5 separate regions of the Mus musculus genome follow, and all the other regions are linked to region 1. A link is a contact called in public Hi-C, HiChIP or PLAC-seq and promoter capture Hi-C data. All regions are on one chromosome and are shown on one strand. The core of a region is the stretch at or near the end of the contact, and the rest is flanking DNA. Distances in the headings are between cores, read along the strand shown. Region 1 holds the start of Ufm1 (ubiquitin-fold modifier 1). Region 2 has its middle 71 kb from the start of Gm31026. Region 3 overlaps Gm30735 (a long non-coding RNA gene). Region 4 holds the start of Frem2 (Fras1 related extracellular matrix protein 2). Region 5 has its middle 100 kb from the start of Gm31026.

What was found. Promoter capture Hi-C pulls out the DNA fragments that hold promoters and counts their contacts. HiChIP or PLAC-seq counts read pairs in DNA pulled down with a chosen protein or histone mark. Hi-C and Micro-C count contacts between places; a contact is called where the count stands out from the background.
Region 2: a contact with region 1 is called in a RAD21 HiChIP or PLAC-seq map of pro-B cells, with 4 times the contacts expected there. The contact joins the enhancer-like site here to the promoter of Ufm1 in region 1. A contact is called at or near these places in 4 of 39 promoter capture datasets (the C10 cell line, hippocampal neurons and pre-B cells), 2 of 15 datasets of contacts at CTCF or cohesin (large pre-B cells and pro-B cells), 7 of 484 Hi-C or Micro-C datasets (B cells, cerebral cortex, conventional dendritic cells and 2 more), 2 of 115 datasets of contacts at active chromatin or transcription factors (large pre-B cells and pro-B cells) and 1 of 9 other capture datasets (pancreatic islet).
Region 3: a Hi-C map of cardiomyocytes shows a contact between it and region 1, with 2.0 times the contacts expected there. The contact joins the enhancer-like site here to the promoter of Ufm1 in region 1. A contact is called at or near these places in 1 of 39 promoter capture datasets (hippocampal neurons), 1 of 15 datasets of contacts at CTCF or cohesin (pro-B cells), 13 of 484 Hi-C or Micro-C datasets (the 63-12 cell line, the AtT-20 cell line, cardiomyocytes and 8 more), 5 of 115 datasets of contacts at active chromatin or transcription factors (embryonic forebrain, embryonic stem cells, forebrain and 2 more) and 1 of 9 other capture datasets (pancreatic islet).
Region 4: a Hi-C map of Sertoli cells shows a contact between it and region 1, with 5 times the contacts expected there. The contact joins the promoter of Frem2 here to the promoter of Ufm1 in region 1. A contact is called at or near these places in 1 of 39 promoter capture datasets (cranial neural crest), 6 of 484 Hi-C or Micro-C datasets (Sertoli cells and embryonic stem cells), 2 of 115 datasets of contacts at active chromatin or transcription factors (both in embryonic stem cells) and 1 of 9 other capture datasets (pancreatic islet).
Region 5: a promoter capture Hi-C map of hippocampal neurons shows a contact between it and region 1, with 2.5 times the contacts expected there. The contact joins the enhancer-like site here to the promoter of Ufm1 in region 1. A contact is called at or near these places in 3 of 39 promoter capture datasets (the C10 cell line, hippocampal neurons and pre-B cells), 3 of 484 Hi-C or Micro-C datasets (B cells, olfactory sensory neurons and uterus) and 1 of 115 datasets of contacts at active chromatin or transcription factors (large pre-B cells).

Annotation. Positions count from the first base shown.
Region 1 is chr3:53,862,206-53,866,844 of GRCm38.p6, reverse strand. Ufm1 (ubiquitin-fold modifier 1) reads left to right here and starts at 3,038. Exons shown (of 6, transcript NM_026435.5): 1 at 3,038-3,096; 2 at 3,175-3,231. The coding sequence starts at 3,095.
Region 2 is chr3:53,994,144-53,998,490 of GRCm38.p6, reverse strand. No RefSeq gene overlaps it. Among named protein-coding and RNA genes, the nearest start is that of Gm31026, 71 kb to the right of the region's middle. Within about 2 kb of position 2,735, at least 5 of the 459 cell types and tissues checked have an H3K27ac peak or open chromatin away from gene starts, as enhancers often do. A contact at or near this core is called in pro-B cells, where this site is marked.
Region 3 is chr3:53,733,336-53,737,569 of GRCm38.p6, reverse strand. It overlaps Gm30735 (a long non-coding RNA gene), which reads right to left. Exons shown (of 5, transcript XR_867291.2): 5 at 1-4,234. Among named protein-coding and RNA genes, the nearest start is that of Gm30735, 32 kb to the right of the region's middle. Within about 2 kb of position 2,194, at least 9 of the 459 cell types and tissues checked have an H3K27ac peak or open chromatin away from gene starts, as enhancers often do. A contact at or near this core is called in cardiomyocytes and cortical neurons, where this site is marked.
Region 4 is chr3:53,654,268-53,659,015 of GRCm38.p6, reverse strand. It overlaps Frem2 (Fras1 related extracellular matrix protein 2), which reads left to right and starts at 1,661. Exons shown (of 24, transcript NM_172862.3): 1 at 1,661-4,748. The coding sequence starts at 1,932.
Region 5 is chr3:54,024,324-54,028,887 of GRCm38.p6, reverse strand. No RefSeq gene overlaps it. Among named protein-coding and RNA genes, the nearest start is that of Gm31026, 100 kb to the right of the region's middle. Within about 2 kb of position 1,332, at least 9 of the 459 cell types and tissues checked have an H3K27ac peak or open chromatin away from gene starts, as enhancers often do. A contact at or near this core is called in hippocampal neurons and uterus, where this site is marked.

The DNA.
Region 1 (4,639 bases), core at 1,789-4,288:
CCTCATGCTTCATATCTATGTCCAAGACAGCTACACCACTGGTCCTTACTTCTTTTTTAATAAGGATAATTTTCTATGCTTTTAGAAGTACAAGATTGCTGCATTTCATTGTACTTTAATGAGATATAGTGTGGCCACACACTTTAGTTCTGCAGTCATTTATGGCTCTCTGTGACACTAATTGGGTGTCTTCCAGAATACATTAGTCCATTTATGCTGCCTGGTGTCTTAAAACACTGTGGTTTCCAAGTAGCTATTAAAAGTCTGCTTATGTTTGTTATTAAAGATACTTTAGGATTTAATATTTTCAGCAAATTAGAGGATCCTTTTGTTATAAAATTTGCCAATTGAAAATGACTTGATAAACTTTTTTAAAACACAAAACATTGAATGTATATGACTCTATAGTGTTCTTTCTAGAACCAAGGGGAAACTCTCAGGGCACTAGAGATGGCCATTCTTGAGGACACAAACATGTGGTGGCAGTGGAGGAATTAAAATGGAAAAGAGTATTCTAAACAGCCACAAATAGGTGCTTCCCACTATCTTTTGATAATTGAGTGGAAATGAAGACATGACCACACCTAGGTATTGTTGAAGACAAGGAGTTTATTGTAGATATAAGGGAGAGTTCAGCTAGAGGCATCTGGATGTGTCTAGACTGAGCCTGGTCATGAAAGAGGTGGGGAGAGTCAAGAGAGGAAGAAGAAAAGAGAAGAGGAAAGAGGGCAAGTAGACCAAGCGAGAAACTGAGGCCCAGACTATAGACTATCAAACATGGGGTATAGCACAAGAAACAACTGACACATACATAACTTAGGGGACTTAAATCAGCAGCTTGGTTTGGTTAGGGGAGAGGTGGAGCCACTTGGAAGGAAGCTCATATATGCCCCTCCCAAAATCTGTTCTAAAGTTGCCTGTAACATTCCAGTCTCAGGTGTGTCTTAGGAGCCTTCGATTTTATTTTGATGCAGTACGGTATTTCTGGAGTAGCCTTAGCATCTGACTATTGAAGTTGCATACCATTTGGGGTTGAATCTTGTAGTCACTGTGTTGTGTACATATAACAGAAACTCTGAACAAAGTAAGTTTGTTGACTATTCATGCCCACTTGAGTGGCAGGAGGGCTGTCCCTGCCATGCTCACAGACTTCTTCTTAAGCCCTTTCCCCAGAGATGGGGCAGGCCTGGCACCTACACTTCCCTACTGGGCTTAGCTGCCAATCCCAACGCTGAGGAAGAATAGCTAGGAGCCCTACTACAAGGGAAAACAAACAAACAAACAAACAAAAACCCTCCACCAATTCCTGAGCTCGCCCAAAGATCAGACCATGTATTTCCTCCAATCCCAGGCCACCCCGGAAATCTCTGTCCCCATCTCACCCCTCAGGAAACGCTATACCAACCCCATGTTTTGCCGGGTTTTCTGCTGCTTGTCTGTTTCTCATCCTAGCAGAGGCAGCCACCCTCCTGGGTTCTCCCCTCCCAATGAATCTCCCGGGTGAAGTGTGTTGTGTAGTGTGACTTTGTGGTATTCCTTGGCTCTGGACTGCCAGGACGACTTTCCATCCAAGACTTATGGTGTCCTTTTCAGCGTTGTGTCACATAGTTCCATACTTGAGCAGATACAAATTTTATTTAAAATATATGTGTATTCTTAGAAACAAACCAAAATTTGTATTCTAACTTTGTGTTATTTCAATAGATGGCACGGGTAGACAGGTAATTTTGTCTTCAGAGACAAGACTTTAGTCATACACATTAACTATGTAGTTTTAGCTGTTAGAAGATACAGGCCTTGATATCCATATCTACAAGTCAGTATATGTCTCTTGGATTCACTACATGGCATACAGCAGGAGAATATTGGAGTGCTACTTACAGTCAGCACCAGAATTCTCACCTTTGGGAGAAAACATTATAGACCATTATAGAAAACATTACAGGAAAGATGAGATGTAGTTCCAATGTTCTTAAGGGAGCTTCTAATCTATCAGGATTTCTCATGAAGAATCCACCTGTCATTCTAAAGTTTGACTGGGTCTCCTCTTGGTTCAGTGCCTATTTCTGGCTTCATCAACTTACTGCAGTATATATTTTTTAAAGGTATAGTTATTGTGAGATGGAATGCTTATCTTGGCGTTTACATTGTGATAAAGATGAAAGACAGCTTTCCCCTCTCACGATAGAAATCCAACCGACTGACAGATGCTAAAGGACTTATGCCTGATTGCTTGGGATCACAGCCTTTGGTTATGTCTGGTGTACACAGTGAGCTCAGCCTTTAGTTTAGTGCCTGCTGTACACAAGGTTCATTGGTCAGCTGAACAAATGTACCTGATTGGCAACCTTGCATTAGAGTTAAAGTCTATTTGGACACATCAAGAACAACGGGATATAGTAATGATTTTTTTTTCCCTCCAAAACCTGCTAGTGCTAGGATACAATTTTTTCTTCTGGGCCCTAACAGGAATCTCAGCATAATTCTATCGTGATAACTTTCTTTTGAAATTATTAAAAAGTCTGTAGTGAAGTGTGAAGTATGTGAAGAAAACTATAAGGTTAATACGGATGGAAATCGTATTATCAGAAATGCTAGAAAGATCAAAGAACGTTGTTAGTTAAAGCAACTGAGTCCAGCTTCTCTAGTATCTATCTGTGCCGGCTGCTAGGTTGCTTAGCAACTCCGCAACGCTTCCTCATCCGCCCGGACCTTGAGTCCCGGCCCCAGTTCCGCCGCCACGTCCGGCTTCGACTCAGTCCCTACTTCCGCCGTAACCAGCCAGTGGGGACCTAGCGGCCGCTCTGTTTGACATCCCTTATATTGCCTGACTAAAAATGTGTCAGTGAACTACCAAAAGTAGAAACATATCCTCTCTCTACCATTTACACTTCAACTTGATACAGACACACTCAGAATGAAATGTCTAACTGTGGGCTATCGGCCTTCTGTAGCCTGTGAGCTCCGACACAATTTTCAGGCGCTGTGTGGATAGCCGCGCTGGAGGGCGACGTGGGCCGCGAAGGCCCCCGCTGCCGGCCATCAAGGAAGCGCGGCGGGCGGCTGGGCGCGGTGTGTGTCAGGCGGTTCCACCATGTAAGTATCCGTCCCTGTGTCCCGGCCTTAACCCCGTGGCCGGTCCCGACCGTAACGCCTTCTCGTTCTCTCCGGCAGGTCGAAGGTGTCCTTTAAAATCACGTTGACGTCGGACCCGCGGCTGCCGTACAAAGTGTGAGTGACAGGCAGGGCTGGAGCTGGCCGGGCCTGGCGGGACAGAGGGGGACAGGAGGAAGGGTGCGGCATTTCTGCTGAAAGCCAGTGGCCCCTCGCAACGCTCTGGGTGGGCAGGTGCAACGGGAAGAAGGTTGGACGAGGATGGAACCCGTTTACTTGATTTAAAGGTCTTTACCTGGACCAGCTGTTACCGGAAGTTAGGGAGGACTTCCCAAGTCTGGACTTTTGACAGGTCCGACCCGAACACTCTTAACTTCAGTTTTTTTGCTTTGTTGTGTATAAACACAACGACTGGGTGCCTAGGTGCTGAACTCCCAGTCACACACACTTGGATCTTTATAAAAAGTGCTTAGCGGGATTGGGAAATGGGGGTGTAGGACCTTGTGTCCTTGTTGGGCCCTTCCTTGTGCTTCAGCAGTTCAGTTGATGGCTAACACAGGTTACCCAGCTCCATCTTAGTATGATTTTTAAGTTGACCCCTTTTGAGTTCCTGCAGCTGGAAGACCTATGCTAACCTGCGACAGACCAGGGTTTCCATAGATTTCATTCATGACGGGTTTGGTGGCACCAAGGCCCAGCTAACTGAGCTGAGAGCAGCTGTCATCGTTTTCTGAAGTTTCCCACCCGTGATCCATTCAGCCTCGTGGCCTGTGGTTCCCTTATCTTTCCATGTCTAAAATGGTCTACGTATCCCTCGTCTCTCCCGTAAGGGCTCATTCTAAACGGTTGTCTTCAGATGGCTGTATTCTCTTCCTCTGGATGATGTACCGCAGTGTGCCTTCAACAATAAAAGTTAAAAGTTTTCTGTCACTTTTGCCTCCCTAGTGCCATACCCACTCATTTCGTGTGCAGACGAAAGTCTGTAGTCTAGGTTTTTTTTGTTGTTTTTTGTTTTTTTTTTTTAAAGATCGTTTCTTTGCTAACTCCCAGGAATCTGATAGCCACCTCTCTGATAGCTTGGAATATTTTGCTTGGTGAAAAACCAAATTTATGTTCTCTGCACTTAACTCTGTTCCTGAAGAAATTACAATAGTGCTGATGAGTTTTATGTGAAACCCTCATAACTGGCACTCGACTGTGCTCCCCTAAATTTTCTCATTTTCCTATCCACAGAAAGTATTTTTGTCTTATTTCAAAATTTCCACAGCTCCTTTTCCCACCATTCAAAAGAAATCAGAGGGGACGCCTCTCACTTTTATGGAATGCCCGTAAACATCTCCCATGCCTTTACAAGAAAGCACATAGCTACTGTTGGGAAAGCCCCTTTCTACAGTCTTCCTGCTTTGTTCTACTGAGGATTAGGTTATTAATTAACATTTGGAAGGAAAAATGCTAGCACAAAAAATTCATCTGCGCTTCTGAGAAGAGAAATCCAGGCTTAGCCCTACAAATGTTATATGACATC
Region 2 (4,347 bases), core at 1,486-3,985, 130 kb before region 1:
ATTGAAACAGGAGTTACAAACTTATAATTTATAAGAACTGTCAAACAACAAAGCAATTTGTGGGATACTTACTCTCTTCTTTTATACCATCAACAAATCAACAGAACTATAAAATATGTCACTGTCTTGTGTTGTAGACTATTTGATTATAGGAAATAATTCTAAGTAGAAAGTAATAATTTAAAACCTTATTGACTTTTAGTTTTACAAAGAAGTGCCTATTGAGGATCAAGGAATATACCATGTGTATATGAGTATAACACGTAAACACACACATACACACATCTATCTATACACACATACATATATCACACAAATGCACCAAATACACACATATGTACACATTTTTTTTATTATTTTGTTAGCATGTTTGTGTCTTTACAGGCTATTTTTTTTATTGTCAGACACTGCTTATGTACAGGCTGCAATAGAAGATAATGCTAAATAATTTTAAGGGAAACAGCTATATGTATACCAAACACACTTGGGAGTTATAAATTATCTAAATAATACATGACTTATTTGCTTAAAATTTAGATTTTATTGTTTATTTGGGCCCCTTTTTCATTCTAACAGGCTATACATTTTCCCCATTGTCTTTAAGAGCCATTTAGCTGGGTTCAGCTCTTGGTAAGAACCAATACTGTCAATGTTTGGTTAATAGATTTAAACGTAATTGCCCTGACCTCTCCTTAAGCACATAATTACCTAATTAAGAAGAGTAGCAGCTCACTAAGCAGCGAGGAGCTGCAGTCTGTGACTGATGAAGAACCTGCTGTGGTTTGCAGTGAGTTGACTGGAAGGCTATCACACCTGTCCTTAAAAAAAATATCTAGAGATTCTAGTGTCCAAAAGGAACACAACTATCATTTATAACATTAAAATCATGAAATATTTGTCCAAAAATCTTGTATACTTGATTGTAGCTGGGAAGATATTCGATCTTAGGGAAAATGCTTCTCCCTGCTGACAAGTTTTGTTGTTGTTGTTGTTGTTTTGTTTTGTTTGTCAAAGGTGTTGAGAATTGACATTCGGAAGAAATACTGCTGAAAAGGGAAAGAAGGAAAGCACATTGAATGTGGACATTAAGATAATCTCAATCAGAGAAAACAAAATAGTCCCCCAGAAGACATGATTGTTGGTATCATCTACAAAGACACATGAAACTTATATTCAAATACAATGTCATTAATGAATATAAATGACTAGATCTGTTATAAAATGAACATAGAGATCAGGGGTTTGATCAAGAGGAAGAACTAACATATATATTTTTTTAAAGGCAGAAAATTAGAACCCTATGTTACCGTTGAGGGTGAATTATCAAGTAAAGCCACCAGATATTTCTCAGAGAAGAGAAAGACAGGATGGATGCCAATCATCTCAGCTGTGGGCCGGTCGTTTTGAGACAACACCTGGAAACTCCTGGCAGATGCTCATTTTGTCACAGCCCATGTTTTTCTCTGCTTTCCAAAATTCATGGAACTGACATTTAAATGGGACCATGTTGGCAGAGAAAGATGGTAAATATTTAAGATGTAAATGCACAATGATAAGTTAAAATTGACACAAAGATAGATTAAATAATACCTAGCTTCAGACTGGTGGTCCATGAGTTTCCATGTCTAGTAGATTAAGAAGCTATAATAATGTGGAAATTCAGGATTTTCCCTACATGAAATTTGAGGTAAAATTTGATGTCAGCTCATAACAGGCATATTGTAAAACAATCCTCTATTCTCATTTGTAAACTTCAAGCGCTAACCATTCCAGAACTTTCTTCAAATATATCAAGACAGAACTAGCCTCTTTAGTGAAAAAGTTACATCTATAAATAGTAAAATTCAATTTCTATTTTCTCTCCTCATCTAGAATTCCTATTCACCAAACAACTTTCAAAGTTCTGGCCAAATGGAATTATCCTTAGTTGCACTTTTATGCCTCAAAGGAACCAGTCCCCTTAAGATAACATAAATTATAGTCTTGATGCCTCTAAATTTTCTGTCTCTTTGCTCCCTTGATATGTGTTAAACAATAAGAAATTCATATGAAAATCACCGAAATTGACTCTCCCCAGACTGCCTGAGTTGAACTCCACATGATCCCTCTTGCCAGCTATACAGTCTTGGTGCACACACAAAGATGCACATGTGTGCACACACACAACATGTACACACACAATTGTACATGCACGCATTCATGCATACACACATGCACATGTGTACACACAACAGTATTGTATGCACACATATGTGCACACACATCCATGTGTGCATTTCTGTGTACTTGCCTGAATGCACACACATGCACATACACATATAGACAATAATAAGAGTATGATAATCTCTATCATCTAATCTATTTAAAATAATGCATTGTCAACCAGCAAAGATAAAATTAAAGCAAATCAAAGAACAGATGATGATGATGGTGGTTTTGATGACAAGGACAATAAAAGAGAAGAAGAAGAAGAAAAAGAAGAAGAAGAAGAAGAAGAAGAAGAAGAAGGAGGAGGAGGAGGAGGAGGAGGAGGAGGAGGAAGAAGATGAAGAGGAAGAGGAAGAGGAGGAGGAGGAAGAGGAAGAGGAAGAGGAAGAGGAGGAAGAGGAAGGAGAGAAGGAGGTGAAGGAAAGAAGGAGAAGACAATGACAAGACACAGGGTGTTGTATAACCCAGGCTGTCCTGCACCTTACTATGTAGCTGATGATGACCTTGAATTTCTGATCCTCCTACCTCAACCTGCCAAGTGCTTGGATTATAGGCATGTGCCCAGTTTGTGCCCAGTATGGTTCTGAGGTCCTAGCCCAGGGCTTCCTGCATGAGAATAAGCACTCTATCAATTGAACTACATTCCCAGCTAATTTTTGAAGAACAAAAGTAAACTCATAATTTCTTATTAAACATGGATCTAACCAGCTCTGATAGGGTGTTTTAAACGTGGCTAGAGAACCCATTAGGGTCTAGGATGAAGCTGCTCTTACTGGGATAATGTTACTCAGTGTAGTACTGGTAGCTATGGCCTCAGTATTATGATGTAAAGAAAATCCTTCCGTTTTTCACTTCCCCTACCCTACGTTTGCTGTGAACTTTATTGCTCAGTGAGATGGTAGAGGGAGCTACTAAAGACAGCTGCATTTGCTCTTGCTTCTTAATGACCCGAATCCTTCAGAGACAAAAATACAAGTGGGGGCCTCTTGAGATTGCAAGAACAACTTTTCCCGTGATGCAAATTCATGTGGGACAATCCTGAATCGAATATTCTCAGTGTTTGATGGACATGGGAAGAAATGAGATTGACAGCCCATTTGGAAAGAAACAATTCTTCCATAATGGATTTTGGCAAGTTGAAAACAATTTCTGAAAACTGTGGTGACTGAGCCTAATCTTCCCAAAGGATGCTCCCAGAGCTATAACGGGACACATATGTGTTAGTGACTCCTAACTAGCCTCCAGGGGGGTTAGATAAATCTGGAAAATGAATGTTAAATGCACTAAAAACCCTGCAGAAATGGCCCTCTTAGCTCACTTCCTTCAAACATAAATATTACGAGATTTTTGTGACAGACCCCGCTTTTACATCTGAGCTCTGCCCTTCAGAGTCAGTTAATGAACAAAGTTATTAAATTATGACTCTAGTAAAGCAACCTAGCTGTAACGTCTCTAACAAACTGGTCCCATCCCAAATAGACATGGGCAAGCATTTAGTTCCTAATTGGAATTTGTGCAGGTTCTTGATAGGCTGTAACCAGACTGAGAGCTCTGTTAGAATAATTAATTTCGTATCAAAATGAGATGTGTATCTTTTACTACAACACATTATTAAAAGACAACTGGTTCAGCTTCTCCTGGGCACCTCACTGTAATGAGCCTCAGCAGGGAGCCCTAAGGCAATCTTCCTGGCTGACCTTGTCTTTTGAGCAACAAACTGTTCTTTCTCCAGACAAGTTCATCTGTACTGATAGTGGTCTGATTATTTATTTAGAGTCCAATAGATTCCAGTAAACCTGAGAATTCTCAAGCACAAAACAATGAAAACATATGCATCATTGAATGTAGTACTAACAATTTAAGCTTATCTCCGACTAGCTTACAAATAAGTGAGGCCCAGACTATGGTTATTTTATTTGACTTTGACAATTACTGGGGGGTCACCCTAAATCTACTCTTCTAACTGCATGCCTGGCTACCTCCCTAGCAGTGTACCCCAGATACTTGCTCTTTCTCCTGGCTGTGTGGTCATGGTTCCTTTCCCCTCACGGCAACCTCCCCCCTCTCCTGCTCTCCCTCTCTCTCTCTGTCATTATTCTCTTCTAGTCTCTTCTCCAACCAGGTCACTCCAAACCCAAC
Region 3 (4,234 bases), core at 945-3,444, 130 kb after region 1:
ATTGAAGGTAAACATAGATAAATATGTATGTATATCGGTGTCTGGATATATATAACACAGGCTCAAAGCATGAAACAACTCAGATATTTAGATTAGGCAAATGCAGACAGAGACACCAAGTCTGAGCTCTGGGGACTGAGTTGGATTAATGTGTTCTGGATAAGAGCTGTCTGTGTGCTACAGTCTTGGAGGCACTCAAAGCACAGCTGGACAATCGATTAGTTTTGTCTTTTCAAGGCTCAAAGTTCATAGGATCTTATCTTCCATCTCTGGTTTACACGAACACCCAAAAGAGCAAATAGATCCACGTGTTCATTCATTTAACATGTTATTCATAATTCTAGGATTTTCCTTAGAAGACATATTCCACCAGTGTGTTCTGGGATCTAAATAAGCATGCTTTTCTCAAAATAGTAGGCAGCTGGTCAGGAAAACGGTTGGGAGTTGAACCTTCCTCTCTGGTAATCAGTGAAGGGCCCATGGTCAAAGCCGAGACACGAGGGTGCTGTCTGTGACTCCTGTTGCTCTCAGCGATCACAAGTTCTTATCTCTACCCCGTACTCCGTCTCTGCCATGTGCTTTCTTTATATCTGTTTTCACTTCCCTTAAGTCTGTGCCTGTTAATTGTCCCTAATAGGAGTCTAATACCAAGTGATCACATAGAAGAATCAGGGGTTATGTGTGAGTTAGACAATTATCTCAGAGAGAGAGAGAGAGAGAGAGAGAGAGCGCTGCCCACCAGCATGACGCCATTAGCATTACTCTGAGAGGGAGAAATTGGAAATGTTTGTTTTTACACAATAGCTATGCACTGCTTTTCACATGGATGACAGTTCATATTAATCCACTCACAAAAAAAATGTGTTTTTAATTTACTGATGTTTCTCCTCTTTAAGATAATATAAGAATTTAGCAGTGCTGCAAAGGGTACCGTATGAGATAAATTTAAACAAAGTTAAGAGGAAATAGCTACCATCAAGAATTTGATTCATAGGTTGGTTTGTAATGTGTTTATCTGGAAGTCTTATTAGTAGGAAAAAAAAAAACAAACTCTGAAGTATTTCTCCAAGAAAGTCACTTACTAAAAATATATTAATATTATTTAATGTACTCATAAGAAGAGAGAATGCACGGAGGGAAGCCATCAGATCTGTGAAGCATTCAGCCTGTCCATCTAAGGGTCTGATTTCCTGGGAATAATAGTAAAATTACAGACAAGACATTGTTTTATGACTGAACAAGACGCCTCTAGGTTAGATATATATAAACCTCCTCAGAGCTTCCCAGGCTGCTGGTTGTGGGGTATGTTGTGAAACTAGGAGCCTTCGCAGCTACTTTGGAAGAATAGTAAGTAGACTTAGAAAGTGTGTTGCCCAGGCTGCTTATAGTTCCATGTCAGCTGAGGGGATGATTGTGTGTGTGTGACTTCTCTGTTCCCTTTGCCTGCACAAACCCGGAGCTAAACCCTCAAGCCCACACCTAATGACCCTGTCCTTATGGGAGGGAAATAATCAGACTTTTCCTTCCATGAACTTCAGGCTACCTCAGAGGTACCAGTGGCCAGAAGACCCCAGAGCGCAACACCCAAAGCTCTTCATCAAACCTGAATTCTGTAAGTTTTCCTGATAGATGAGACCATGTAAACGATATAGTATGTTATACATATGTGTATGTGTATATGTGTATGTATGTATGTGTGTGTGTGTATGTGTGTGTGTGTGTGTGTGTGTGTGTATACGTGTATGGGTACATGTATGTGTATGGGTATGGGTATGTGTATGTGTATGTGTATGTGTATGTGTATGTGTATGTGTATGTGTATATGTATATGTATATGTATATGTATATGCATATGCATATGCATATGCATATGCATGCCACATCCAGCCTGGTTTATCATTCCTTTATCTCTTTTAGTTTTTGCATTAAGGGCCCAGTGGTAACATCTTAACATTGATTGTCAGTGACATCAAAATCTCAGCTTTGGCTGTAGAAATCAATGTCTTTATTGCCTTTTTAGTTGGCTTTTATAAATATTTCACGAACTTTCATATAGCTAGGCTGCCTGCCATTTAAAAAAAAAAAAAAAGGTATTCATGATGTTAGCCTGGAATAGGTCTTTAAACCCATTCGTTAAGGTTCGAGTAGCAGGGAGAACAAAGAAGCCTCATTTCAATAAACCTGTAGCTCTGAATACTGAAGACATAGTGCCATCTGGTGGGAGAAAGGAATTCAGGGGGCAATGCTCCAGGAGAGAGAACTGGGGTGGGATGCCAGGCAAAGAGGAAAAATCATTTCCTAACCTCAGGTTCCAGTATGTGGGTGACAGTGATGGGGGTGTGGGGAGAGGTGGTGTAGGGGGCATCTCAGCGGCTGTCATGATGTCACCATAGAGAGAAAGTCACCTTTTTCACACCGATAGCCGTCCCCTTGTAACTCAACAGCTACCTGATAGGTGTCATTCAAAGTGCTGAGATCACCAGTTTAAATAGAGCAGATGAAGGGAATAGGGGACATAGCTCAGCAGTGAAGAGCACTCGCTGCTCTTCTGGAAGACACAAGTTCAGTTCCCTGAACACGGGATGGACAGCTCTATGGCTGTTACAGATGGACATCTGTAACTCTAACTCCTGGGGATCTGACCTCGTCATCGGAACCTTCTGGAATCATTGGAGATGCATTGTAAATAGGTATTCCAAGTTTGTAGTAATAAGTCTCCTATCGTCACTGTCTCTATTCCTTCTACCCTGACATGGTGACTCTTTTTGCAAGTATCCAATGATTCCCAAAGGTTCCTGGGATGGACACCATGTCTTTCTTTAATGTACCAGTCAGACTGCTAGTGCATGCTGGCATTGCATTTCACAAAGCTTACAAGAGTGCTCTCAGTTTCTCCTAACCATAAAAGGCAGGGAGGAATCCAGAATTACCTATTACCCATCAGGGCCCAGAATGTAATGGCAGTGACAACTGATTGAGCAAGCAGAGTTCAGACAAGGACACGGATGCCATTCTCCACTAGATCAGGATCCAAAAATGGACTCAGAAATATCAGTAACTCCAAAGATAATGTGTCCTACTACAGCCTCAGATGCAAATAGCGAAGCCCGAATAGGAGATGCGTCTTTCTCAACAGTGTGAGATTAACATTAGCCTGGGAATGCATCTGTATTTTCAGTCCTGGCTAGTCAACTTCAACACAACTTCATGTGTTTGTAACCAAAACCCAATTTAGTTAGCTAGGTTTCCACTAGTCAAGCAGCCAACTTTTGATCAATCATGGCTACCAGTCTGTCACCTCACCTAAGGATTAAGCAAAAGCTTTGTCCCGCCCGGGGGCCCAAACAAGGTACTGCAGAGCTGTGGCACTCAAACTCGTTCTCTACGGTACTCTGTGTCTAGGCTACAGGAACAGTTGTTCACAACTCTGGGCATGATTCTTCCTCTGGTTCGAGAGATTGCCAGCTTCTTCTGCTATCTGTGCTATAAGAACTGATTCTCGAGAACATTCATCCTGCACACCCGGGGGGAGAGGGGGCGGCGTGTGTGTGTTGTGTGTGTGTGTGTGTGTGTGTGTGTGTGTGTGTGTGTGTAAGTTGGCTTCCGACCTGCAGCCTTCTGTTGTGAGTACTAAGCATGAAGCAATTGCTCTAGGACATTCTTCTGTATTAGTCAGGGTTCTCTAGAGTCACAGAATTTATGGAATGAATCCATATATACCAATGGGCCGCTGAGAATGGAAAGTCCAAGCATCTGGTAGTTGCTCAGCCCCACAAGGCTGATTGTCTCGGCTGGTCTTCAGGATAAGCTGGGATCCTGAAGAAGTGGTCCCCAATGGATATGCTGGCAAAGGGAATGCAAGCAGGCAAAGAAAAGCAAACCCTTCCTTCTTCATTGCCCTTATGTAGGCCTCCTGCAGAAGATTTGGCCCACATTAAAGCCGTGCCTGAAGATCTGGCTGGATTAAAGGTGTGCGTCATCTCACCTCAAGATTTAGATCACAAACTTGGTGTCTTCCCGCCTCAAGATCCAGATCAAAGGTGTGTTTTCTCCCCGACTCAAGATCTGGATCAGAGGTGTGCCCTCCATTTCTGGATTGTAGTTCATGCCAGACAGCGTCAAGTTGACAACCGAAAATAGCCATCACTCACCCCAAGAGAGTATTATCCTCATATTCTGTGGTCATGAGTTGAAAGAAATTTTACTTAAAAACAAGAAAGCTTGATTCCTTCAG
Region 4 (4,748 bases), core at 412-2,911, 210 kb after region 1:
TCTATTTTTGTCATAAACTGAGACATGTAGTAGGAGTTGAAGACCCCCCCAACAGTACAAAGCACAGAACCCAGAGGAGCTTCTACTAACTAAATACCACCAGTTTGTTTGCATAAATGCCTCACTTTTTTTTCTCAAAAGACTTTTAGAATCTTTCACATCTCATCCTCAGAGGCCAGTGAATTTCTTAGAATAGAATCAGACATTTAACATCAAAATCTAGCAACGAAATTAGGGCTTTGGCCTGAAACACGTGTGACTACATCAGACAGGAGTCAGACTCCTGAGGTAGAGGCTGGCAGGCTGGCTGCAGGAAGGTTTAAAGTGATTGTTCATTTCTTCCTTAAAACGCGTCACACTTAAATCTTACGACTTTCATTTAGACTGAAATTTACAAGGATTCTCAACGCATCCTGTTTCCCAAATTCGGTGTTTTATTGAAGAGAAATAGGCATTATTTCAGGTCCTTCTTTCATAGTCCCTTTTATATTACTGGGGAAAATATTTCGACGTGATAAGCAAGAGTGCCCAGAACCCCATTGAAAGCGACTGGGTTTTGATTGTGAGGGGGTTTGGGTGCAGCGCAGGGAGAGGAATCTGCATACTGAGGAAACCTGACCAACCGACACAAGGGGGCAGGAAGCGCCCAGCCTAGGGTTTCAATCTGGTCTAGCTGAAAAGAGGTTTATCTAAACTCTTCTTTGCCCTCCGGGTATTTATCAATTCTCTCGGCGTGGAAAAAGAAAAACGGGGAAAAAAAGCTATGCTGCTGACAGCTGGGTTTAGCTTGTCCTTCGTCTAAATTCTGCAAGGTGAACTGAGCGTCTGCAGTGACAGCTCTCTAGCTAGGGGTAGTTTAGGACAGCCTGGGGCTACATTCTCTGGAACTTCTCTGGTGGGAGACTGGCGATTCTGATCAGACTGCATTTCTCACACACCCCAAATGCTTCTTTTCACTTTAACTCTGTGAACTTTGACTGCAAAGGAGGGGCTTGATTTAAAAAACAACAACAACCACCGCCACCAATCCGCCGGACAGGGTCCGTTTCGTAAAGCACGGGAAAATCAGCAAGGGCTTGGGTGGGGGTGGGAGTCGGGGCGGGGGTGGGGGCTTGTGGTGGTGACCCTGGTGGGTATTGCACCTGCTCTAGCTAGGTAGGTCTGGCTTTTAATCCCCTGTCTGTTTGAAAATCTCCAGTGCCTTCCCAAACTGCTCTGGGTTCCTTTTCAAACTCAACAACAAGGTGTGTTCAACTTTGTTCTTCACTCCCACCCTGGCTTTGGAAGTTTCGACAAGAGGTGGCCATCCCGGGAGAGATTTCAATGACCAAGGAACGGGACTGAGATGCATTAATAGATGCACTAATCTTTAGACCTGAAGACTTGAGTCCGTAGAGCCGCGCAGGCTGGTGGTTGAGCCGCAGCCCCAGGTCCGGGCAAGCAAGCTCAGGGCGCCCCTCCATTCCAACCAACCTGTTGCACCTCTCTCAGAGCAGCTCTGCGCAGTTTCCCCGCCTGGGAGCTGATTGACAGCAGTCACTACCCAACCCTGGACTCAGGGCCTCCTCCAGCGATCAGCGATTGGTCCCCTGAGAGAATTGGAGTTAGGGGTGCAAAGGGAGAGATTTTCCTCAAAGGACTCAAAGTTCCCGGGACCTGGGACGTAGGGACTCTCCTGACTGCTACACGCCCGGGACGCGCTGGAAGTGTTTAGTGCCTTGGATTGCGGCTCCAAGGAGGGACCGTGCGGTGCATTTGGCCATCCTCCTGGTCCAGCCCTGCCACTGGGAGGGCCCCGCAGGCACCGCGCCGAGTTCCCGGCCCTTCCCACCGTGCTCTCTAGGAGCCTGCAAAGTCTAGCTTTGCATACCCGCCGGGTGAACTGTCGGAACTCTAAGGCCGGCAGCCTGCATACCACAAGGGCTCCCGGGATGGCCAGCCGTGCGCGCAGGACAGCCAAGTTCTCCAGCTTCCAGCCGATACTCGCACAGTCGCCTAGGCTGCTGCTGCTGCTGCTGCTCCTGTCACTGGTAAGCTACGTCTCCACACAGGCTGCTGGCCCCGGTGCAGCACTTCAGTCCCTGGGTCTCTCCGGGACTTCGGGAGTCCCTACAGAGGAAGCTATAGTGGTGGCAAACCGCGGGCTCCGTGTGCCCTTCGGTCGCGAAGTCTGGCTGGATCCGTTGCGTGACTTGGTGCTGCAGGTGCAGCCAGGAGACCGCTGCACAGTGACCGTGTTAGACAACGACGCGCTGGCCCAGCGGCCGGGCCACTTGAGTCCCAAGCGTTTTGCGTGCGACTATGGCCCGGGTGAGGTGCGCTACTCGCACCTGGGTGCTCGCAGCCCTTCCCGCGACCGCGTCCGCCTGCAGCTGCGCTACGATGCTCCAGGAGGGGCGATAGTCCTGCCACTGGCACTAGAGGTGGAAGTGGTCTTCACCCAGCTGGAGATTGTGACTCGGAATTTACCTCTGGTCGTGGAAGAACTGCTAGGGACCAGTAATGCCTTGGACGATCGGAGCTTAGAGTTCGCCTACCAGCCTGAGACCGAGGAGTGCCGCGTGGGCATCTTGTCAGGTCTGAGCGCTTTGCCTCGTTACGGAGAACTCCTTCACTACCCACAGGTCCAGGGAGGGGCCGGAGATAGAGGGACCTCTAAGACCCTTTTGATGGACTGCAAAGCATTCCAGGAGCTGGGAGTCCGCTACCGCCACACAGCCCCCAGCCGCTCGCCTAACAGGGACTGGCTGCCTATGGTGGTCGAGCTGCATTCGCGAGGGGCTCCAGAGGGCAGCCCGGCTCTAAAACGCGAACACTTCCAGGTGCTTGTGAGGATTCGAGGAGGAGCGGAGAACACTGCACCCAAGCCCAGTTTCGTGGCCATGATGATGATGGAGGTGGACCAGTTTGTACTGACTGCTCTCACTCCAGACATGCTAGCAGCCGAGGATGCTGAATCCGACCCAGACCTTTTGATTTTCAACCTCACCTCTGCCTTCCAGCCTGGGCAGGGCTACCTGGTGAGCACGGATGACAGAAGCCTGCCTCTCTCCTCCTTTACACAGCGGGATTTGCGCCTGCTGAAGATTGCCTACCAGCCTCCCTCTGAAGACTCGGATCAGGAGCGTCTGTTTGAACTAGAGCTGGAGATAGTGGACCCTGAAGGAGCAGCCTCAGACCCTTTCGCCTTCATGGTGGTGGTGAAACCCATGAACACACTGGCTCCCGTGGTCACACGAAACACTGGCCTTATTCTCTATGAGGGTCAATATCGGCCGCTCACGGGTCCCATAGGCAGTGGACCCCAGAACTTGGTCATCAGTGATGAAGATGACCTAGAAGCTGTGAGGCTGGAGGTGGTGGCTGGGCTCCGGCATGGCCACCTTGTTATTCTGGGTTCTCCCAGTAGCGACTCTGCTCCCAAGACCTTCACAGTGGCGGAGCTGGCGGCTGGCCAGGTTGTGTATCAGCATGATGACAAAGACGGTTCACTGAGTGACAACTTGGTGCTGCGCATGTCCGATGGAGGAGGCAGGCACCAGGTCCAGTTCCTGTTCCCTATCACTTTAGTGCCTGTGGATGACCAGCCGCCGGTCCTGAACGCCAACACTGGGCTGACAGTGGCTGAGGGGGAAACTGTGCCTATCCCACCCTTGACTCTCAGTGCAACCGATATAGATTCAGATGACTCTCAGCTGGTTTTTGTCCTGTTGCCACCCTTCTCAAGCTTGGGGCACCTGCTTCTCCGCCAAAGGCATGTCCCCCAGGAAGAGCAGGGTCTGTGGCAGAAGCAAGGGTCATTTTACGAGCGAACGGTGACAGAGTGGCGGCAACAGGATATAACAGAGGGGAAGCTCTTCTATAGGCACTCGGGGCCCCACAGCCCTGGGCCGGTGATGGACCAGTTCATGTTTAGAGTCCAAGACAATCATGATCCCCCTAACCAGTCTGGGATCCAGAGGTTTGTAATACGCATTCATCCCGTGGACCGTCTCCCTCCAGAACTGGGCAGTGGCTGTCCCCTTCGGATGGTGGTACAGGAATCCCAGCTCACACCACTGAGGAAAAGGTGGCTGCACTACACTGACCTGGACACAGATGACCGAGAGTTACAGTACACAGTGACCCAGCCTCCCACGGACACAGATGAGAACCACTCGCCGGCTCCACTGGGCACGTTGGTCTTCACTGATAATCCCTCAGTGGTGGTGAGCCATTTTACCCAAGCCCAGGTCAATCATCATAAAATTGCTTACAGGCCCCCAGGGCAGGAGCTAGGAGTCGCAGCCCGAGTGGCTCAGTTCCAGTTCCAAGTAGAGGATCGAGCTGGGAATGTGGCTCCTGGCACCTTCACCCTTTACCTGCAGCCTGTGGATAACCAGCCCCCCGAGATTGTCAACACTGGCTTCACCGTTGAGGAGAAGGGCCACCACATCCTGCGTGAGACCGAGCTGCATGTGAGTGATGTTGACACGGATGTGACCCACATCTCGTTCACTCTCACACAGGCCCCCAAACACGGCCACATGCAAATATCTGGACGGCCACTGCATGTAGGCGGACAATTCCACTTGGAGGACATAAAGCATGGCAGAATTTCCTACTGGAATAGCGGGGATGAGTCTTTGACTGACAGCTGCTCCCTGGAGGTCAGCGACAGACACCATGTGGTGCCAATCACTCTCAGAGTGAACGTTCGGCCAGGGGACCGTGAAGGTCCTATGTCAGTCCTTCCTGCTGGTACTCTG
Region 5 (4,564 bases), core at 83-2,582, 160 kb before region 1:
TCCTATAGTCTCCTATATAGAGTGTTCCCCTAGAACATTAAGTTAATGGGAAGGGGACATGGGTTTGCCATCTTCATTCTTGTTCTCCTAATGTTCCAAGAACAGCCTAGAGAAGAGTGTATATTATTATATCTTACTTTATGTGTATGGATGTGTTAAATGCATGTGTGTGCTGGTGTATGCATGTGAGCATACACATATGTACAGGTGTTGACACCAGAGGTCAACACTAGATGTCTTCCTCATCACTCTCTACATTTGTTTGAGACAGGGTCTCTCACTAAATGCTGTCTTAACCATCTGGTCAGTGAACACCTGAGATCTGTTTGTGTCTGCCCTCCCCAACTTGCACCCCAACACTGGGGTACAGAAATGAGCCACCACACACTGATTTTCACATGAGTGCTGGGATCCATACTCGGTCTTCATGCCTTTGCAGCAGTCTTCAGTCACCAGGATATCTCCCTACTCCAACAGCTCTAGATTGTATTTAATAGGAAATATCGGATAAATGCAGGAACTCTTCACGTGAAATGGGTGAAGTAAATCACACAACATGCTCTTCTACCTGGTCACACAAATGACAAAAATAAACGGGGGGGGGGGAGCTTCAGCCACTCCAGCAAAATTTTTAAGTCTACAGTATTTCTGAACCCTCCAGGGATAGCTGGCCCTGCTTGCATTCCCAGTCCAGTCACAGAACAGATCATCGAAGGTGCCACATCTGGATGAGATTGATAGCATCCTGTCGTCTCCCAGGAGCAAACTCGCCAGCTCTTTCCTGCCTTCTACAATCCCTCTGAAGAAAATTGTTCAGAAAGCAGATGGAAAGTATTGTTGAGCAAGAAAGCCCCATCACCTCCTACCCACATTTCCTCCTCTCTCATCCTCTGGGTGACAGTTGGCACCGAGAGAAGCTCATTAAAATAATAAACACGCCTTTTCATTAAATCAAGTACAGATCATAGACTATAAAATGGGAATACTCTGTAACATGTCTTCCTGTGTTTGGATTGCTTAACCAAGTGGGTCCCAAAGATATCACAGAGATAAAAAGATGCTGTCTTCCCAAGTCTTTAAAAACTGATAGAGAAAACGGGCTCAGAAATGTTGTCTTAGAAGAAAATCATAGGTCAGGATCCAAGTAGTTAATAACTCTGTGGGTGAAGGCGCGGGCAGCATGGGGTATTAAAATGTTGGGGTCGGGGCAGATGTAAGGTCCAGGAGTGAACAAGCAGTAGTTCTTGTTGTGGCACAGGGCCTGGGGGAGGGAAGAACTGCAGTCACTCTCGGTGGAAACAGATGAGGTCACACTCCAGGCACTCCAGAGTCTGAAACAGCTGATACTAGAGCCTCATGTCTGGTGAGATGCAGTCATGACTCCCACAACACCAGCAAGTAGAAGGCACTCACTGAACACTACCAACCTCTTTGGGATGTTCATGTTGGCCTTTGTGAGCTTCAAAAAAGGGTATATTTTCCAAGAATAACTTTGCACATGTAATTGTGTATACTGCTAGTAATGGCTATGATTAAACCAGGCTCACAGGTCAGTCCTGTCCTGCATTTGTCCTCTATTCCAGAAGTAAAGAAGGCAACACATTTAGCATACTCCTTTATATTTACAGAAAGATGCTTTATTTTTACCACAAATCCCACCTTTTTCTCAGGTTTTTTCCCTGCCCCTGATGCAGGACAAACACATTCACCCTTTATGAGGTAGTTTTATACTGTGTTTGTAGACAGACGTAAGAGACATTGATTTCATAAAGCTTTTGTTTGTGTTCTTGCCTGTTAGAAGAAAAATACTACATCAACCTCAATTTTCTCACAAGAAGTTTAAATTCAATCCTTTCTAGAAAGAATGAATCCACAAGCCTAAATTTTTGTGTAGGTACAGTTTTTGCCCTGAAATGCATGGCCATGACGTGCTTATGGTTTTCACAGGCATTCTGACACCAGCACTTTGACACTAAGACAAGGGCAACCTACTGCTTGGTAAGCGTTCCTTAGAGCATGCAGACCCACAGATATTTCATAAAGATCTTCTCTCACCCACTTTTCCTTATGCTGAATTCATAAGAATTGTCTATTATTTCTTTTACAATATGAAATCTGGAGATTGGGTAATTATTTTCGATACATTTCCCGTGTGTGAGATGCTCAGGAAAATGGTTTTCCTGTACTTAAGTTGTGGAGAAAATGGAGCCTTTTTCCATTTATAATTTTGTAGCACAAATACTTTTGCCTTGAAGGCTAATGATGACTTAGATGTTTTGTCCTCTCAGGGCTGTTTGCAAGTAGAACACTAACCTGAGCTTGCTCCCTTGGGAAACACTGGGGGGAGTCCAGCTGCCTGGTGGAACTGGGGAAGAGGTAACCTCACTTCACTCCGTTTAGCCAAGCTGACAGTGTGCTCTGCAATACGTGGTGGTGAGATACAGAGGTAAAGAGCTTCAGAAGTTTTTGCTTTTGCCAAATTAGATCCACACCGACAATCGTATGTCTACTATTTCATTGGATCCAAAATAGCATCCTACGGAGAAAACAGGCATGCCCATTCTGCAGCAGGAAGTCAAGGCTTCGGCTACTGTGTACATCCCCAAGTGGTTATCAAAGCACAGATGGAATACAACCCACACCAATTACCCCAGCATCTTCCATACCTGCGCATGTTAATTGCTATCCCATGAGGGTGCGAGGCCTATCAAATTAGACTTGCTTAAAGTGTTTCGTTCTCCAAAATTAACTGAGAAGGTAGAGTCTTCTTTTATTAGAGTGGCTTTTTTCTTCAAATCTTATGACACTAACAGGAAGCCTGCAGAAATTAATAATTGTGCCAGCTATCAATCTTCTCATGCATAAAATTCAAAATTTGTTTCTCTGCCTACAGATGAAATGTCATTTTTATCAAAAGCTAATAATATGCACCCACAAGCATGCCTGTCAACACCCATGAGCCAATCGCAATCTGCAAAAGCTAAAACCGAGTGCGGTATTAGGTTCATTTGAATATGGACAGAAAAATCATAGCGCATTCAGATTGTGTTAAATATCAATATAATTCAGTTTTCTGGTGAATGAGAGACTTCACAGAGAGAAGGAGATTCTCGTGCCTGTGTGGAGGCAGGGCTGGGCTACAAACTGTCTTCTCGCTCTTTCCAGACCTTTCCAGTCTCTCCTCTTCAGTTTCCAGTCTGCACCCAAAGTTGTCCCAGGAGTATTCACTTGTTTACCGGAGCCTATCGTGACTCATTCCAGAAAGTACTTGAGTCTATTTTCAAAGAAAATTTTAAGATGAAATATTCTAGAAATAGGAAAAGAATCCATGTAATCACAGAGTTAGGATGAAAAAAAACCTAGGAATGTTCTATATATTCAACCTTTATCTCCCAAAGGCCCCTGTGCTGAAAGTCCCACCCCAGCCTGGCAGTGCTACTGGAGACTGAAGAAGCTTTAAGGGGTAAAATCAAGGGAAGCTGAGGTCATCATGTTTGTGCCCTGGAAAAGGATTGTGGGAGCATGATTCTATTCCGTGCCTTCTCTTCTCCCCCGGCCCCTTCCTCCCTTCTTCCATTTACTGTGGGTGGTATTGTTCTTAGGCAGTTGGCCCTGGGCTATATTAAAAAAGGAAAAAAAAAAAACAAACTAGAAAAGCATTAGCCTGGCAGTAATGGAACCCGAGAGTAAGACAGTAAGCAATATTTCTCCATGGTCTCTGCTTCCATTTCTGCCTCTTAGTTCCTGGTTTCTGTTTGAGTTCCTGCCCTGACTTCATATATATGAAGAAGTATGTCCTGAAAATGTAAATCAAATGAACCCTTTCCTCCCCCAAGTCGCTTCTTGTCAGAGTGTCTTAGCACAGCAACAGAATGAAGTCAGGACAATATTCTCTATCATCACAGCTACAAAGCAACAGGCTGAGATACTTTCAGGCTGAAACCTCCGACTTGATGACTGGGCATAACCTTCTCTCTCTATAAGCTGATTTGCCTCAGTCATGGTGATAGCTGACAGGCACGGGGTGAGATAACAAAAGCACAGTCTGACAGTCTACATGTATTATTCTTAATTGACTTTCACAGTGGCTTGGAGCTTTGTAATACTAAACTGAAGGTAGCCTCATAAGAAATATATTGTATCCACAGGTAGTAGAACCTGTTGCAGAAGTATGCTTACTCCAGCAGTGGGAGTATCCAAAGCCCGCATTTGTTCTAGCTTAGGCCACCTTATAGAGTAGAGTTGCCCCATCTCTCCCTATGCAGTCTATTCAAATTAACATCCATGGTGAAATTCACACCAGATGAATAAGGTAAGTCTGTAAAGAAGTTTCTTGTGTCCTGAAGAGCTGTTTTATTATACATTCAACAGTGAATCCCTCTCTTGAAGTGTTTTTATAGATATATAAACATACATAGTGGACATGACTCATAATAGCTCTATTGTAAGCATGGTTCTTTAAATATATAATTCACTAATGTGAAGAGATTCTTGACTTCACTTGCCCTGGGTAGTTGGCTAGGTTTTTCAATGCCAGGCATGGTTTCCCTCTTGTCTGAGTCCA